Regions from separate parts of the Mus musculus genome. Here region 2 is linked to region 1. Evidence: chromatin contacts called from public Micro-C data. All regions are on one chromosome and are shown on one strand. Each heading gives the region's core, a stretch centred on a gene start, on an enhancer-like site or on the middle of the called end of the contact. The rest is flanking DNA. Distances are from core to core; before and after follow the strand shown. Region 1 holds the start of Arhgap21 (Rho GTPase activating protein 21). Region 2 holds the start of Gpr158 (G protein-coupled receptor 158).

The links. Hi-C and Micro-C count contacts between places; a contact is called where the count stands out from the background.
Region 2: a Micro-C map of embryonic stem cells shows a contact between it and region 1, with 4 times the contacts expected there. The contact joins the promoter of Gpr158 here to the promoter of Arhgap21 in region 1. A contact is called at or near these places in 3 of 484 Hi-C or Micro-C datasets (cortical neurons and embryonic stem cells).

The regions. Positions count from the first base shown.
Region 1 is chr2:20,964,307-20,970,805 of GRCm38.p6, forward strand. Arhgap21 (Rho GTPase activating protein 21) reads right to left here and starts at 3,415. Exons shown (of 24, transcript NM_001081364.3): 1 at 3,024-3,415. The coding sequence starts at 3,104. Gm13375 (predicted gene 13375) reads left to right here and starts at 4,568. Exons shown (of 2, transcript NR_033225.1): 1 at 4,568-5,077; 2 at 5,168-6,042.
Region 2 is chr2:21,364,942-21,371,440 of GRCm38.p6, forward strand. It overlaps Gpr158 (G protein-coupled receptor 158), which reads left to right and starts at 2,626. Exons shown (of 11, transcript NM_001004761.1): 1 at 2,626-4,216. The coding sequence starts at 3,315.

The sequences.
Region 1 (6,499 bases), core at 2,165-4,664:
TCAGTGTTTAAAATAGGTGGAAAGGAAAAAAAAAAAAATAAATGAAACTGTTCAGTTTTCTGGCTAAAAGGAAAAAAGGAAAAAAAAAAAAAAAAAAAAAACACCAACAACAAGCTAAACCCTGAAACCTAAAACTAAGTAATAAGTAAGGGAATGATCTTGTCACAGAATATTTAAAGGAGTCTATGTTAAACAAAATAGCAGTCAAATCAAAGTTTCTCAGACAGACACACACCATGATTCAGGATGACTAAAACCATTACTGAAAAGCACATCTTTAAAGCCCACCCTGGTGGCTCTTGCCTAGAATCCCAGCCCTTGGAAGGTTGACACAGGATGACTGCTATGAGGTTAAGGCCAACTTGGGCTCCACAGTTGTGGGGCCCCACAGCCTGTGGGGAGGGGAGAAGGGGAATGGCATTTAGATGTAAAGAGTAAGTTTGTCTGAACACAATCTGATGTCCTGACTGTATGATGCCAAGACACTGTCTGAATTATTATGAAAGCTATTGTTTATCTGCTGTTTGTTCTTCCAATATAGTCCTGAGGAATGGTACCTAAATTAATATACTTATCAACACAAATGGATGATTTAAACACATGAAATCTCCGTTTTAAGCAAAGCAACTGACCTTATCCACAGAAGACAAAATGAGCTAATTAGATAAGGCATGAAAGAAATGCCAATTCAATTACTAAATTTTCTGTCTCACAAAGTTAGGCATTTTGGTCAATTGACAAACAGCACTAAAACCAAGACCTATGCATTTGTTTCCTGATTAATTAAGAATATACAAGCCGGGCGGTGGTGGCACACACCTTTAATCCCTGCACTTGGGAGGCAGAGGCAGGCAGATTTCTGAGTTCAAAGCCAGCCTGATCTACAGAGTGAGTTCCAGGACAGCCAGGACTACACAGAGAAACCCTGTCTCAAAAAAAAAAAAAAAAAAAAAAGCAAAAACAAAAACAAAACAAAACAAAAAAGAATATATATCAATTTATTATTCAGATACATTAATATCCCTACTGTTTCTTCTTTGTGTTCATTTCCTTAACTGTCGAATGACAGTATTACAGAATACAGTACTTCCAATAAAACTAAAAACAAAGTGTTCAATAACAAATATTTATCAAACCAAATTATGGCAACTCCCTTTCTAGCTCAAAAATAGTCACAATCTGTTCCCAGATCAGAGAGAAACCCACATCACAGCTAACCAAAGGCACTAATATCACCGCCCCCCTCCACTTGCCACCTGCCAGTTTGCAAATGTTTTCTGAAGCACAAAGAATCTAAGACTAGTCTTTATAAAGTCAAAACATATTAATTTAATACCAAATTCAATTAATCTTTAAATGAGCAAAGTACAGTCAATGTTGTTTTTTTCACTCCTAACTAGAAACAATAGCCATACAAGCAACGTGCCCAAATGAAAACATATTTCATAGCCTTTAAATACTGCCACTATCAATCAACCAGTAGGAAACTAGCTGTAAGTACACACCGCTTTCTAGTCAAGTACAAGATGAGTCTACGTTCTTGGTTTGAGAGCAACCCTTAAACAATAACAACATACACACATATATTATCAAATAAACGTTAGTTCTTGCAAATACAATGCAAGCAGCATGCTAATTAAAGTGTTCACAAGACAATGACAAATAAGGTTTTAGGACCACAGCATATATTATTATGTAACAGCAATACCCATTAAGCAATCACCAGGCTGTAGGTAGGTCTTCCAAAAGGCGTCATTATGGTTTACTGTGATCAGAGGATTGTGGTGTCAAGACTTAATCATGCTTTACCTGCAAGCAGGTGTTTACTGATATCAAAAAGTAGAAAACTAATTATTGCTGTAAACCTGAGGCTCTGTCCAATAAACTGTAGCAACACACAAAAAGCCCCCACCACACAAACTTTCTATCCCCAAGTGAAGTAAACTGTGAAGCAAATTTTCTGCACGTTTTCTTAGCCAAAATTTAACAAAATGTCCAAATCCACATGTTTAGCACTAGCCATGTTCCAAAGACCATGAAGAGAAAAATTTACAACAGAGGCAAAGAAATAGTGAGCTCAGGAGGGCGGGCTCACTGGAGATGTGGCTACTGCCATCACTGTCGTCTCAATAGAGAACAACAACGTTCAGCACCTTTAACAAGCAAATTACAGGAACTATATAAAACAAAGTAAATACGATAGAACCATAACATAAACTCCACGTACACCAGCTCAAAATCAAGGAATAAAGGAATAAAAGACACCAGAGCAAGTGATGCCAAAAGTGAACAGATTTTCTACAAATTCTGTTCGGGTGGCTCAAAAAAAAAAAAAAAAATTTTTTTTTTTTTACAAGCCCTAAGTAACTTCTCAGCCAGCCGTTCTCTGCACTTCAGTGAAAGGCACCTGCCACCCACAAGAGCCCACAGAACCGTGCAGCGGTATACGGGCCAACTGAGCTTAATAAAAGAACAGCAAAGCCAGAAGATTTCCAGGAGGTTGGAATTTCAACACCACAGGTGTTTTCCAAGACTGAGTCTAAACCGTCCATGGAAGCCTTCGATTCCCACCCAAAGCTGCTATAGGCACCACTAGGAACCAGGATCCCTTCCCATCTGAGTCGAAAACATTGGATTCCGGCCGCACCAAAGAGTACCACCTGCCCTCGCCACAGAGGATGTAACACACACAAGAGTTACATAAAGCCAGCCCCAAGCTGACCAGTGTCCAAAACACTGGAGGAAAAATGGATGCTGAATATTACTGGTCTCAGGCTTCTCGGGAAGACATGGAAGACTGCCCCCTGCTCAGAAGGGTAACCAGGATTCTGGCATGTAAGACAGACTTGCCCCTGCTAATTAATCGCTAAAGTCCCTAGAAACAGTCCTAGGCCAGGTTTCACCTCCCTCCAGGTCAACTGGGGCGCTGCCACCAAACAGCTGACCGACCGACTCAATGGCAGACGACCCCGTACTCTCAGCACGCTCACAGACATGAGCCACCGCCCAGCTAGCTGGCTTACCTCACAGGCAGAGGCCGCCCCACAGGCCTTGAGTTTGTCACCATCTTCCTCAGGCAGACCAGTCCAATGTGTGGCCATCATTTCATTTCAAATTGTAAAGGGACAAATCCTTTGGAGTCCACATTGGAGAAGTGCCACCACACACCAAACGGGAAGCAATTCCACAGCAGATTCTGAGGCGATGAAGGACTGGTCAAAAAAACGATTTGCAGGAAGCCCCTTCAAATACCTTCTTCAACAGACTTAGCCCTCTTCATTTCTCCAGTCTTAAAGTTCAAGGGCGACAGGTTTCCTTGGCAGGTAGGGTGGAAGCCAAGTGCAGAGAGAAGAGGTCCGCTTCCAGGCGGTGTTACTCGGAGGCCAGAGAAAAATCAGCTTTCGGAGAGCCTTCCTGGAACAGGGAGAAGTTAATGAAGGACATGAACTTTCCCCAGGCGCCGATCTTTAGCCTTGCCACAAGCCCGGACCAAGCTCCCCCTCTCCCACAATACGAAGAAGTAAAGTCTACTAAGGTGAATCCTCTCATGCAACAATTAAAAAAGAAGGAAAACGCCTGAAGGTCGGTTAGAGAAAGAGAACGAGACCTCAGAACTGCCCCGGTGGCTATGTCAAACACGCCTGGCTGCTATGAAGCCTTCGAGAAGGGGGGAGAAAAAATCCCGATTCAAGTGCTGCATTTCCTGGGCAACGCCGAGGCAGTGGGCTCATTCTGCAGCACCCGGACACCTACTCTTAAGCGAAGTTTTCTCCGCACCGGGTTAGACTCGCAGACGCCCTACAACTCCCCAACAAACAAACAAAAAGCCAGCTCGGACCAGGGCGGGCGTGGGCTCGGCGGCGTCTGTGGCGGCGGCCGCCCGGGCCGCGGGTGACTCCGGCCGGCCGTGGCAGCCTGCCCTGCGCCCCGGCCCGCGCCCCCAAGGAGACGGCTGTTTTCCTTGGCCCGCGGCGGGGATGGGTGGGGAGGCGTGCGGCCGCGGGTGGGACGCGGCGCCGCTCCCGCTCCCGCTCCGGATCCCTAGCATGCTTCGGAAGAGCCGCGGCCCCGGCAACTCTCAGCTCCCGGCTACGGCCCCCCACCCCCGAGCCCGGCTCGCCCTCCCCGCCGGCCACCTGAAGCAGAGGGGAAAGCGACGAGCAAACCACCCACCTACCACTATTTCCTCCGCCCCTTCCTGAGGCGGGTCGCCGGCGCGGGCTCCCGGGAAGCGCGGCCGGGGCGCGTGCGGGAAGCAAGGGCTCCGCTCGGCAGCTCGGCCCGCGGCGGGGCGCGCTAGGCCGCGGCTCGGTTAATATTCATGAGGCGCCGCCCCTCCTCCGCAGCCCGCCGGACCCCGGCGCCCGCCGCTCGCCTTTGTGCCCCGGCCTCCCTCGCTGCACACACGCGGGCGCGGCCTCCGCGGGCCCGCGCTTCAGCCCCAGGCGGTGAGAGGAGCGGCCACGCAACGGAGAACGCGGGTTAAGGGTCGGCTCCCAGGCAGCGCCGCGACCTGCCCCGGCCAGCCTCGGGCTCTGGGCGCCGCGGGAGGGCGTGGGGCGGGGCGGCGGCCGCCGCACTCAAGCCTGGCCGGGCCGGCCGGGGCCCCACGCTCCCGCGCCCGCGATCGCCGAGCGCGAGACTGGCCGGGCCGGCGGGCGCGCGAGCTGCTTCCCGGGGGCGGACTGCTCGCGCCTTCCTTCTGGATCCACCTCCTTCTACCCCACCTCCTTCCCCTCCCCTCCCGGGGGACGCTCCGGGGCGAGGAGTTTTCGGTCTGCAGTCACCCGGCCCCGGGAGCCAAGCTAGAGGAGGAAGACGGGCCGGGACAGGGGTGGTGCTCGCCAGGCCCCCTACAACCTGGGCACCCGCTAGCTCTTTCGTCCCCGCACCCCGACGCTGGGCACACAACTCCGGCTGCTTCCCGAGCGCCGCTCCGGGAGCGAGCACATCCCTGCAGCTGTCTGCCGGACAGGTCTTGGGGGACGGCGGCCCCTTTTTTGCAGCGGGTGGGGCGAGAAGCTACGGGATGTGGAGCTTCCAGATAAGGGAGTGTCCCTGCCCGCCGCACTGCAAGGTAGCTTCCTGCGGTAAGCAGGGACTGGGTGGTGGCGGTTACGAGTCATTCAGAATTTTTTTCTTGTTTTTTTTTTTTTAAAACCTGCAGGGCGGCTGAGCGATTAGGCGCGGCTAGCGGAACCGAGCGGCGGTGGCTGGGCTTTCCCCACGCTCCCGTCACTAGTTAAGCCGCCAGCCCCGTGGCAGCCGCTCCACAGCCCACTCCCGGGCCTGGGCTCTGACCCGAACGGCTGGCTCCGCCCTGTTGCACCTCATAACATCTCCCGCTGCAAACCGTCCAATCCGGTGACGCTACGACAGTATGCGACCCAATCAAGGGCTACCGCTCAAGCCTTCTACCCCGCCCCTCAGCCTCCCCTTCCCACTCCATCTCGGGAGGTGGCTCACCAGCTCTGATCCCTAGAGGAGCCTCTAGCTCTGGGGATAGTGCTTGGCACCTCTTCACCACCCCACCCCTGTCCTCTCCCCGTCTTATGCACACCCCCCCTCCAGGTCTCTGCCCTGCTGATGCTGTTGAGGGTCCTTTCGATCCTCATTGACAGCTTTTGTGTCTGCCACCATCCTGAGAGAACAGAACAAAAACCAAGATGCTGTGGAACGTGTTACCTTTTTCATCTTTGCTACAATTGCCTTCTAAAGACTCCTCCTCCTTTCCACACCCATCGCCTAGGGTCCTGTTTCTTGTGGAGGTTTTTGAAAGAGCACTCAGGAGCTGATAAAGAAGAAACTGAACCTCACTTTATTGTTCCTTACAGTGAAAGAGGGCAGACAGAATTTACAACCAAATCCAGGCAGAATTTACCACCAGAACCTGACATTTAGAGGAGAGAAATTAACTAGATCTTTTTTTTTTTTTTTTTTTTTTTTTTTGCAGTAGCCATGAAATATGTAAGGTGTGACTGCCCCTAACCAAATTAACCAATAGCCAGGGTGATAAATAATAAATAAATGAAAACAGAGCCTACTACTGTATATTTGTGATTTACTGAGTAGCAGCATGCAGGTCGATGGCAGATCTAGGTATACCCTGCCGTTGGGTAAAGCAGCAAAAACTGAATAGAAATATAACATTCAAACAGTTTATCCCTGGTGGGCTTAGGGAAAAGTTCACATCCACCACTGACAGATGCAAATGTGTGTGCATGGCATAACTGAGTGCCTAACAGCTGAGCATATCTACAAGGTTTTGATCTTACAAATGTTGGTTTGGGGAGAAGGTTTCCTTTTGGTACTGGAGAAGAAAAAGTTGCCAGTAAAAGGAAATAAAAGTCATTATGGAATTATGGGTAAGTAACAAAATCTACAGATGCAACATTTCAGTCAAAGGAAGTACCATGTGAGAACCAAGATTCTATCTAGGGCCTGGAGAGATGATATGTGGCTCAGCAGTTGAAACAGTTCCTGGGATGCACACCAGCCA
Region 2 (6,499 bases), core at 1,376-3,875, 400 kb after region 1:
AAACTCAGATATTATGCTGGCTAGTTTGATGTCAACCTCCCACAGGCTACAACTATCAGAGAAGAGGGAATCTCAAATGAGAAAGTCCTTCTGTAGTATTAGCTTATAGGCAAGCCAGTATTTCCTTAATTAGTGATTGATATGAGAAGGCCCAAACCACTGTAGAGGTGCCATCCCTGGGCAGATTGATGGTCATGGGTTCCATAAGAAAGCAGGCTAAGCAAGCCAAGAAGAGGAAGCCAGTAAACAGCATTCCTACATGACCTCTGCATCAGCTTGTGCATCAGGTTCCTGCCCTGTTTTAGTTCCTTCCTGTCTTTGTTTGATAATGGATTATGATGTAGAAGTGTAAGCCAAATAATCTATTTCCTCCAAAACTTGCTTTTAGTCATGGTGTTTTATCATAGCAATAGTACTCCTTACTAGGACAGATATGAACACAGAAGTTACTTATAAGTAAATACAAGTCAAATAACTATTTTTTGCATAGTTGTAAAATTTTTCTTGGAAACCATGTACAGCAGCTGAGAAAACTGGTTGCTAACTCCTATTCCAAAAGCCTTCATCCCTGGCTCACTGAGCAGAATTCTTCTCATGAGAAAAGAATAATTAAATTCATCATCTTCTCATTCATTCATTAATTATCAAGTGTATAATGAGAGCCTACTCTGTGCCAGCAGTGTTCTAGATATTCAATGTACCACCATGACCATGGTGTTTTGTCTCGTACATCCCAGCACTTAGATATTGCTATTACTTGATTTGGATAGTGCTCTGTCTTAGTCAGGGTTTCTATTCCTGCACAAACACCATGACCAAGAAGCAAGTTGGGGAGGAAAGGGTTTATTCAGCTTACACTTTCATATTGCAGTTCATCACCAAGGAAGTCAGGACTGGAACTCAAGCAGGTCAGGAAGCAGGAGCTGATGCAGAGGCCATGGAGGGATGTTCCTTACTGGCTTGCTTCTCCCGGCTTGCTCAGCCTGCTCTCTTATAGAACCCAAGACTACCAGCCCAGGGCAGGTCCCACCCACAAGGGGCCTTTCCCCCTTGATCACTAATTGAGGAAATGCCTTACAGTTGGATCTCATTGAGGCATTTCCTCAACTGAAGCTCCTTTCTCTGTGATAACTCCAGCTGTGTCAAGTTGACACAAAACTAGCCAGTACATGCTCCAAAGGTTCCTTCATTAGAAGCTTTGTTTTCAGTGTGAGGTGTTAATATGGTAAAATTTTAAGGGATGGGATCTAGTAGAAATAGAAGGCAATTGGTTTGTGGGGGCTCTGTTCTCACTGGTGGATTAATGCTTCATGCTGAGAGTTAGTAAGTCATTAAAAACCCTGTTTAGCCCTTCACTTGATGTTTGTCATCATGCCAATTGACCCCTCTCTCTCTCTCTTTCTCTCTCTCTCTCTCTCTCTCTCTCTCTCTCTCTCTCTCTCTCTCTCTCCAATATATTTCTGAGCATCATACTGTCTTCAGAAGGCCATTACCAGTCTCCCAAATCAGGGACTACCTGATCTTGGACACCCACTGTACAAAACTAAGAGCTAAACAAATTATTTTTCTTTACATATCAGTTTACAATGCTAGAAACACAGAATAGCCTAAGGTATTTTTTGCTAGAACAAAATGACATAGTACAGTAAGTCTATCTTGGACTGGCATGAGTGACATCTTTGTTAGTTGGGGACTAAAATAAACCTGGGATTTTCTGCATGTGTCTTCTTGAGGAATTCAAAAGTGGAGGCACATTTAGAAAGTGCAGATTCAACAGGGAAATGCCACAGGAAGCTTTGAGAGCTTAGGGGCTCTCCCAATTCTTTCTGGAGCTGGCACATCTCTGGAGCCCTTCCTTGAAGTCTGAGATGTTTTTCATGAATTCCAGCAACTCACTGACAGTGACTTTTTATCCCACACACCACAGATTCACTGTTTTGCATCCTCATTCTCTCACAGTCTACAACACGCAATTCTTGATCATGTCCCCTCTCCACACATCCTTTTTGTCAGAGCTCCCCTTCCATTCTGGCCCCGAATAAGAGAATCTTTAAATATGACATTTATTTTTCCTTGAAGCTCGGCCAGTAGACGTCTCCATTACTCTCTAACAGCTAAGACTATCCTTGGCAAGCCAGGTTTAATCATTCTCTTAACCAAAAACAAGGAAGAGAATTTGATAATTTGCCTAAAAAATGAGCAGATGCTAAGAAGGACACATTTCCATCCTACGTTCCCTCCTCCCCAGTTTCAGTCAGAAATGAAAACTACTCTCTTCTCCCTCTTTTCCAGGCAAAAGAAAGGGCTGATTTTACTAAGCAAGCAAGATGCCAACAGCCTCCTCCTCCTCAGTAGTCCAAGTTTCCTTCGCTTTCAACCACCAAAAGCGCCACTTCTCCCCTATTTCCCACCCACTCCTTGCCACCCCTGAAGGTTTCCGAGTCATCAGGGAACACGAGTGGGTGAAAACAGCGCCGCCGCCTCCTCCTCCGCCTCCTCAGTGCGCCTCGGGTTCAGCACTGGACAGCTCCCGCCCCAGCCAACAAATGGCAGTCAGCTGATTGACAGAGGCGCCGACCAAACAGGGCACAAGACGACTTGAAGCCGCCCTACAAGGGTTTGGTTGCGGCCAAGCTGTCTCTTTAAACTGCTTTCATCTGAGAGCAGAGAAAGGCAGCGCTGTGGTTTGTGGCCAAACCTAAAGGCTCTAGTTAATCAGCTGCCTGGCTGTCTGGACTGCAGACACACGAACGTCTTCAAAGAAAACCTTGGTTCCTTGGGACTCGCCGCTGAGCTCGCGGCTTGGATCTGTGTGCGCGCTTCCATCTCCGGGCGAAGCGGTCGAGGAGGGGCCAGAACTGGGAGGCGGGAACGACCTGCCAAGGGTGAGATGATGGAGCAGCATCTTTGGTGGCCGCGGTGGCAACATCAGCTGCATCAGCAGCATCAGCATCAGCTCTTGAACACACCTCAATGAGAGCGGCGGTGGAAGCGGCTGAGCAGAAAGACGTAAGCGGGCTAACTATAGCTGCTGGGGATGTAACCTGTTTGGCTCAAGGCTGCGAGGTGCGTAATCCCGAGCCGACCCATTGTGGAGCCGGGCGCAGCCAGCATTGCCACAGGTGATTTGGTCTGTGACGGCAGCTGAGCCAGCTGGGCCAATTTCAAAACATTCTTATTTTAAAGTCCATCTGGACTGGGCGCCACCTGGAGAAGAAGGAAGCCTCCCCTCAAAAGTCTTACTGATGATAAATTGAGGACCAAAATTTACAAAGTGACTCCTCCGGTTATCGCCTCTCTTCTATGCTAGACAGATGGGAGCCATGGCTTACTCTTTACTCTTCTGCCTCCTGCTCGCTCATCTGGGATTGGGAGAGGTTGGTGCCAGCCTCGACCCTCCGGGACGGCCAGATTCCCCTCGAGAGAGGACTCCGAGGGGGAAGCAGCATGGTCAGCAGCTGCCGCGAGCCTCTGCCCCAGACCCCTCTATTCCCTGGAGCCGCTCCACTGACGGCACCATCTTGGCACAAAAACTAGCCGAGGAGGTGCCCGTGGACGTGGCCTCTTACCTCTACACTGGGGACTTCCACCAGCTGAAGAGAGCCAACTGCTCAGGCCGCTACGAGTTGGCTGGCCTGCCGGGAAAGTCACCGTCCCTAGCCAGCTCCCATCCTTCCTTGCACGGGGCGCTGGACACTCTGACACACGCCACCAACTTCCTCAACATGATGTTGCAGAGCAATAAGTCTCGGGAACAGACCGTGCAGGATGACCTGCAGTGGTACCAGGCTCTGGTGCGAAGTCTCCTGGAGGGTGAGCCCAGCATCTCCCGGGCGGCCATCACCTTCAGCACCGAGTCGCTGTCCACGCCCGCCCCGCAGGTCTTCCTCCAGGCCACCCGCGAGGAGAGTCGCATCCTGCTGCAGGACCTGTCCTCCTCCGCTCACCACCTGGCTAACGCCACTCTAGAGACCGAGTGGTTCCATGGGCTTCGGCGAAAGTGGAGGCCCCACTTGCACCGCCGTGGCTCCAATCAGGGGCCACGGGGCCTAGGCCACAGCTGGCGGCGCAGGGATGGGCTTGGAGGGGACAGGAGCCACGTCAAGTGGTCCCCACCTTATCTGGAGTGCGAGAATGGGAGTTACAAGCCTGGGTGGCTGGTCACGCTCTCTGCTGCCTTCTACGGGCTTCAACCTAACCTGGTCCCGGAATTCAGGTAGGGAGAGGGTTGGAAAGGGCACACGCAGAGTCATCCTTTGGTTTTGTAAATGGCCATCCTGGGGAAGCACACTTGTCTGCCAGTGAGACTTTAAGTCTTCAGCCTTGGAACTGAACTTCAGACTAAGGGATGCGGAGGCAAGCTCGTGTGGGGAGGGGTGAGAAGTGCCCGGGTCTGTCTACTTTAGGCACTCATGGAAAGCCTTTCCTTGCTGTGCAGTGGTGGTGGCGGAGGGTCAGGGGACATAGCAATTGGCCCCAATCCTTCCATAGCATAGGGGGAGAAGATTAATGGTGGTGTCCCCGAACTTTGGGCCCATCAGACAGAGTCAAGAGCACCAGGTGTGTGTGTGTGTGTGTGTGTGTGTGTGTGTGTGTGTGTGTGTGTGTGTGTGAGAGAGAGAGAGAGAGAGAGAGAGAGAGAGAGAGAGAGAGAGAGAGAGAGAGACAAGGAGTGAGAGTTCCTTGAATCTGCCACTATGGTGTAGCCTCTGCCCACTTCCTGTGAATGTAGTTTGGAGCGCAAGCCTGCTGTTAGTCAGCTACCAGAGCGTGTAATTAAACCTGTGCCATCCCCTGGGCAGTTCTGGCCACTCAGCACTGAGTCACTCCAGGATCAGCAGCAGAGCCTTCTCCAGGATCCAGACTTGGCAGTTTGGTCAGAATACTCCCACTGGCTTTTCTCTTCTTCTAGGCATCAGCTTTCCTTCCTGGTGTCTTTCTCCTCCTATTCTCTGTTAGGCACATCTGAAGGTTCTCCACTAGAGTTGGGGAGGGAGGAATCAGTCTTACCCAAACAGAAAACTGGAAAGAAACTTCAGTAGCTCTCCTGATGGTGTCAGAGGAATGCTAGCACTCTCAGATTAGAACTGTTGCCCTGCAGCTTTGGTGAGGAACTTCTAGAGGTAGCCTCTTAGAAATGCATGCAAGGAAAGCACAGAAAGGAGGGAGGGGGACTGCAGAGAGGGTTTTGGAGAGAACTAAGGTTGATGGGGTTTTCCTCGGGCCCCTGATGGGAAACTCTGTAAGGAACGGGTCAGGGGTTGGAACTGATTTTTTTTTAAAATAAATATTTAAACTTTTTGGAACTTGGAAGAAGTGAGAGAACTGTCTCTGTCTCTCTCTCTCTCTCTGTGATATTTTATTTACTTCAACTTTAGCATTTCAGAGACAGAATACCAATATGCTGGAACATACCAGGGCAAGCAATGGGTAGGAAACCCCAGAAAGAAAAGCATTGCCTTTTTACTGTAGAACTGCCTCAGATGAGCTGCCTAGCCTCACTGGGCCCTGTGTACTTATCTATCAACTGTCAGGATCGAAGTACTTTGTCTTTAGAGAATTATACAGCCATAAAATCCTGTAGCCTTTAATGCCTGCAAGCTTGAAAAGGGACAGATGAAGACCCCTTCCTTCTTTGTTTCTACATGAATTCCCCCCGCCCCCCCCCCACGTGTGTTTATGATTCCTTTATAGATCCTATCTTAAACTGCAGCAACTTTCCTACTTTCAGGACAATCTCATCTCCTCCTGATTCTGGCAGGATCCTATTAGTAAGCTCTCAGATCAGCTTTGAATCTTTGCCACAGCATTTTCTCAGAAGAAGAGGGCTCAGCAGATGCCACTTAGAGCCAATGAACCATGGCCTTTAGATGATCCCTTTTAGAGAGTCTCAGGATTGACCCCCTCTCCCTTCTTTTCTCTCTTTCCTTTTCTCTTTCTCTCTTTCCTTCTCTCCCACCCTCTTCTTCCTGTTCCCCATATTCCCTGACTGCCTCTCTCTCACCTTTTGATTGATGTTAGTCAATATGCTACATACTTGATGTTACACTCTGTGCTAACTGCTTGGCATAACTATCTTGGCAACTTTTCCCAGCAGTTGTCTGAATTCTGTGTTATTGTTTTCTATATTTTCTGTAAGGGGATCTGAAACACAGAGTGGTTAAATTTTATTACTGATTGCATAGTTATTAAATAAAGTAGTTCAGATGCAAGTTTACTTTGTGCTTTTAGCTAGTATGCTGTTTCATAAAGATGACTTAGTAAACTGGGAAGGTATTTCATTTGAATGAGATTATTTCTGACGGCCAAATATGGGATGGGAGGAAGACCATTTGGATATAGAACTCTCTCTCTCTCTCTCTCTCTCTCTCTCTCTCTCTCTCTCCCTCCCTCCCTCCCTTCCTCCTCCCCCTCCTTCTCTCTCCCTTCTCTGTTTGACTTCCTCTCTTTGCCATCTTCTTATTTCTCTCCGACTCTGCCTTGTTTTTCCAACTCCCCC